Linked DNA regions of Ovis aries: region 1 is linked to region 2. The links are chromatin contacts, called in public Hi-C maps. All regions are on one chromosome and are shown on one strand. Each heading gives the region's core, a stretch centred on a gene start, on an enhancer-like site or on the middle of the called end of the contact. The rest is flanking DNA. Distances are from core to core; before and after follow the strand shown. Region 1 overlaps ATE1 (arginyltransferase 1). Region 2 overlaps LOC132658421 (a long non-coding RNA gene).

Evidence for each region. Hi-C and Micro-C count contacts between places; a contact is called where the count stands out from the background.
Region 1: a Hi-C map of hypothalamus shows a contact between it and region 2, with 9 times the contacts expected there. The contact joins two enhancer-like sites. A contact is called at or near these places in 10 of 16 Hi-C or Micro-C datasets (blood, hypothalamus, liver and 5 more).

The regions. Positions count from the first base shown.
Region 1 is chr22:41,331,011-41,333,710 of ARS-UI_Ramb_v3.0, reverse strand. All of the region lies in intron 7 of ATE1 (arginyltransferase 1), which reads left to right. Among named protein-coding and RNA genes, the nearest start is that of ATE1, 28 kb to the left of the region's middle. Within about 2 kb of position 1,395, at least 6 of the 54 cell types and tissues checked have an H3K27ac peak or open chromatin away from gene starts, as enhancers often do. A contact at or near this core is called in hypothalamus, where this site is marked.
Region 2 is chr22:40,439,644-40,442,343 of ARS-UI_Ramb_v3.0, reverse strand. It overlaps LOC132658421 (a long non-coding RNA gene), which reads left to right. Exons shown (of 2, transcript XR_009598053.1): 1 at 1-498; 2 at 1,524-1,959. Among named protein-coding and RNA genes, the nearest start is that of WDR11, 74 kb to the right of the region's middle. Within about 2 kb of position 1,428, at least 4 of the 54 cell types and tissues checked have an H3K27ac peak or open chromatin away from gene starts, as enhancers often do. A contact at or near this core is called in hypothalamus, where this site is marked.

The DNA of each region.
Region 1 (2,700 bases), core at 146-2,645, 890 kb before region 2:
GTTGTGACTTCTCTGACTTTATTCTTCACAAGGATTGTTCACAAGGATCTTTCTTGAACTGCTTGTTCTGTGGCTTTGTTATCTGCAGTGGACACCTGCCTCCTTTTAATAAGTCCCTGTTACAGGTCTATACTGGGCTTCCCTTGTGGCTCAGCTGGTAAAGAATCCACCTGCAATGCGGGAGACCTGGGTTCGATCCCTGGGTTGGGAAGATCCCCTGGAGAAGGGAATGGCTACCCACTCCAGTATTCTGGCTTGGAGAATTCCGTGGACTGTATAAGTCCACGGGGTCGCAGAGTCAGACAGGACTGAGCGACTTAGCTTTTCACTTTCACAGGTCTGTACTACAGAGAACTCCCTCCTATAAGCACGCTGTTCTCTATCTAATTAAACAGAGGAGGTTATCAGGCTTCGTGGTCACTCTGTTCCATGTTTTCATTTTCCCTTTTTTTGTGTCACACATTCACAAGCTGGCAACAAGAGAATACGATGGTGGGAGATGAAAGTGGTTTATCCCCTGCTCGATGTCTTTGTCAACAGTAAAGTCACTTTTCTGGCATAGGTCACAGAGCCCATCATCTTTGTTTCTCTTTAGATTGTTTGAAACACAGCGCTCTTTGAATCTATGGATGAAGATAGTGGAAATGTTTTCCTAGGCCACAAGCACACAATTGAATAACACCAGACAGTTACTCTCTGTTTGTTTGTAGGTAGTCATGACATCAACGGTGTCACTTACCATTTATTGTAAAATCTTTAAACAGGCTTTTTAAAAAGAAAAAGATGAACAAACTTTGTTTTTTACAGTAGTTTTAGATTAAGAAGCCGTTTTGGAAAGAAGTTCACATATTATTTGAGAGACATCACTAGGATTAATAAATCTGAATTATGTATTTTTACCTTAATATTATAAAGAACCTTAAAATGGAAAATTTCAGGCGTTTGTAGAGATAATAGTGCAGTGAACTCCGTATGCCCATTGCCCAGCTTCAACACTGTCAGCACTTAGCCTTGTTTCCGCTTGCCACCTTTTGTTTGTTGTCCCTGAAATTATGCTCTTTTATCTATAAATACTTTTTTTTCCTGCTTATTCCATCAGGCAGTCTTACATAACTTTAAAAGTTACAGTGATTGAGGTAATTTCATGCTATCCTGCTTTCTCAGAAAGCACTGTTTTCTAAAATTAGTTCAGAGAACTTACTGTGAGAGACTCACACATCAGGAGACCTCTGCTTCTGAGGGATATTTATTTTGGGGAAAGTTGTGTTAGAGTCAGGCCTGAAGGATAAGACGGTAAGCGTGGTAAATAGAAGGTTGCCATGGGTCTCTTCTGACCCCTGGAGAACTAAGAGGAAGCAGTAGTGTGTTGAGAGCACCAGACTGTTGTCTCACTCCAGCCGCCAGGTGGTGCTCTAGATACAGAACAGGTTTGCTCTGAACATCAGGCTCGGTCCCTATGGGGTGTGTCTTTACAGCCTAAGAAGTATGGATGTTTTTCTTCTGCCATTTATAAGACTGACTTTGCATTGAGGCATTGAACATGATAATTACAAATGATTCTTTGCTTGTTAAAGATGTAAGTATTTTCCAGCACTTAACCTAGAGAGGAGCTTTCAGATTTGTTTTCCCTTCTTAATAGCCTTACTCTATGTATATGAAAATAATAACAGCCTATGTTTAGAAACTTATTCAGTGTATTGTACTGACATTTTCCTTCAATTATGCAGAGGAACCAGACAATTTTGTATAGGATAGGTATATACTATTTTATAAATACCTAACTGTCATAATCAATAGAATTTGAGTGATGGCAAAGGGTGAGCATTTTGAAATCTTAAGATATTTTTTCAGGCTACTTTTTGAGTAAAGTAGAGGGCTTGAAGTAGAGGGCAACATTTGTACAATTTAGTCAAAAAAGCCACAGAGAGTAACTTTAGGGGAAGAAAAGGCAGCGTGAGGGCATGTGGTACGCAGCAGTGCTGTGAGGGCAGAGCACGCCTGCGGCCAGGAGGGCCACTGTCACAAGTCTTGCTCGGCGTTCTGGGACAGAAGGCGGCCCCTGTGAGCAGCCCCTAAGTCAGGACAGTTTTGTGTCATAATCTCTCTCGAGGTGTGCTGCATGACATTTTTTATTAATAATAGTTAAATCATCAAGGTTGTAAAATCATTTACTTAAATTAGAGCAGAGGCCATGGTTCTATCCCCATGTCATACTGTTAATTCTGAGGAAGATGCATAGGGGTAGAGTTAAACCAGCAGTGGGAACATTTTTTCCTAAAAGTTCTTTCTTTAGGTCAAGAATTTCCAAAACTTGTCTCAGATCATAAAATCGTAGCATCATAAAGCATTAGAGATAGGACCTTCATGATTGTGTAGAGGGTATGGGTAGGGTATGGATTCACTCCTCTTACTTAGAGAATTAATTTGTCTAGGGTAACACAGGTGGTGAGTGGCAGAGCAGTGTCTCCAAATTTAAGAGCTTTTTGCACTAGACCATGGTGTTGCCATGTGAAAGCATAAAAGTGGGCCGAAATAATTAACCTCAAATAACTGACACCAGTGAATGAACTGTTCAACATAAAGCAAAATTTCCAGACAATTGAAACATTTTCATTGTTAAGATTTTATGTATTCTGACCATTTGAAATGAGTCTTTTCCAAATGTGTCGTGTTCTTCCCTGCCTTCTGTCCCAGAACGCT
Region 2 (2,700 bases), core at 179-2,678:
CTGTTTTCCTCTGGGTGACACAGCAGCTGGATGTGTGTGTGTGTGTGTGTGTCGGGGCAAGGGGGCAGACAGAACTTGGACACGTGAGGCTGATGGGCACACACTCATGTGCCCTCGCACACATGCACAAGACCCCTTCAGTGGGCCCACAAAGAGCTGGGGGTGGACCTCCAAGGCGTGGGCTACAGCCTGGCTCCCCGCACCACTGTGTCCTGACAGCCCACTCCTGTGCTTCGTAAATTCAAACCTGGCGGAAGATGTTTATCAAGGTAGAAAAATAACACATGTTATCTCACAACTTACTATCTTGATTAGGAATGGCAATCGACACATGGCAGGGGGCCTCCACATTTACTCTTCTCCTGGCCTCCAAAATGTCAGGAAGTCTTGGAGGAATTTACCAGAACCAAGGAATCCTCCTCCTGGGGACAGACAGCTGAGTCTGTGCCCCTTTTCTTGCATCTTCCCTGAATGAGCCTCTGCACCCTGATCCTCCAGGTGAGGGCCAGCCTGGGTTTAGCATGAGGTCCCAGGGCCGCCCCCAGATCTGATGAACAGGGCCTCGGGGGAGGGTCTTGGGAAGCTGTGTCTTTCGCCCCCGTTCCCCTTCCTCCATCAAGTGGCTCAGAAGTGTGAGCCCTTCGTGGGGAAGGGGACAGGAGTTCTCTGTTTAAAGCCCAGCAGGGGGCTTGCCTGCTGTCTCTGAATAGATGTTTGGGGGCCCTGGGGTCAGATCCTTGTAGGGAACCCCCTTTTCCAGCTGCACATGGAGGGGGCTCCAGACTCATGGGGCCTGACTTAAGAAACCACTCATGTCTGTCGTACACCCCGTCTGGAGGCCCGCAGAGCCCCACCTGGCCTGATTCTCCTTCAGGAGGGTGTGCAAAAGTTAGAACAGGAGGCAGTGAATGGCCTGTGTATTATTCTGACCTGCCACCGACGTGTGACCGTGGGCTTTTTTTCCCCCTCTGCAGGCCTCAGTTTCCCAGGGCTATATAAAGGTGATTTCCGAAAAAAAAAAAAACCTTCCACAAAAGGAATCAATTCACCTCTCCTAGTCACAAGAGAGGGCAAATGGATTAGAAAGTTTTTTGTCGTTTGGTCTAGTGGTTTTTGGAGCACTGAGTTGCCAGAGGAAATGAAGCCACTTAGTCTTGTCAGACTCTTTGCGACCCATTGGACTGTAACCTATCGGGCTCCTCTACCCATAGGATTTTCCAGGCAAGAGTACTGGAGTGGGTTGCCATTTCCTTCTCCAGGGGATCTTCCCAACCCAGGGATCAAACCTGTGTCTCCCATGTTGCGGGCAGATGCTTTATTGTCTGAGCCACCAGGGAACAGATGTTCAAACAGAAGACTCAGTGCCCACACACTGTTCAATGGGCTCATCCAGCTGCCCCACTCTTCTCGGTTTCCTGGTCTCTGCTGCCCTCTGCTGCCCAGAGCAGGCTGGGCCATGCCGATGCAGTCAGCAGGCGTGGATCCCAGGAGCCCTTTCTAAAGACTTCTCTTTTCACTTGCAGGAGACCTGAGGCTCAGAATGGACAGCGTCTTCCTTTAGGCCACACACCAGCTCAGCAGGGCAGAGGGTCCTCTGCCCCATGGCCCCTTCTGGAGCCTGGACCAGCCTCCAGAAGGGCAGCTTCTCAGGCCTCATTCCAGACCTGACTGAAACAGGTGGCTGCCGCTCAGCTTTCAGCATCTTTATAAACCCTCCACGTGATTCTCATGCATACTCCAGATGAGAACCTTTGCTATGGCTCTGGACCTGGAATTTCAGAGGAGGAATAGACTTTTAAAACAAAAATCATATTGTGCATCAGAGGAGCCTGGCGGGCTACAGTCCTTGGGGTAGCAAAGAGTCAGACACAATTGAGTGACTAAGCACACACACACACACACACACACACACACACACACACACACATCTTTAAAATTAAAATGATACATGAAAATGCAGAAGTTCAACTGCTTGGTTTTTATTTCATCCTTAAGTTCAGTGCTGTGAGAATGTGGATTCTCGTAGCACACAGGTGGGTTTCGTTCAGGCTTTTGCTGAGACTCCTTGGGGACACATAGAAAGTTTTCTCTGATCTGGGTGATGCGTGTGTCCCTCCAGTGAGTGACAGAGAGCTTCTGCTATCGAGCAGGATTTCTGAAGTCTGGAGGGAAGCATGTGATGATCGGCAGCATCAGGGGAAAGTCTTTGGACTTGCCAAGACAGTCCCGATTTGAATTCATTCGTCTATATATTCACCCCTTCACTTACACAACAACTGTTTATCAAGTGCCAGCTATGAATTCTGCAGACTGTGCTGGTTGTTCAGCCTTTGGTCTCTACCCTTACTGATACAGTCCAGTGGGAAAGACAGACGGGAGGCCAAAAATTACACAGAAAAATGAATTCCACTGAAATTAATTAGTCATAATGATAACGAGCTTCCTGAAGAGGACCTTCTGGGTGTCCTGATAGTCAGGAGGGCACAGCCTGGGGAGAGGATTATAAAACAGGGTGACGATATGTCTTATGAAGAAGGTGGTCCTGAGGGCTATGGGAGGGGAAGGGATGCCCTCTTCCTATGGGAGCTGCAAGGGGAACCCAGAGAAAAGACCTCACGGAGGTTGAGGGTTGGTGGGCTGAGTCTTTTTACTATGAGAATTTAAACTTGACTTTTATTATGAGACAACATTTTATTCTTA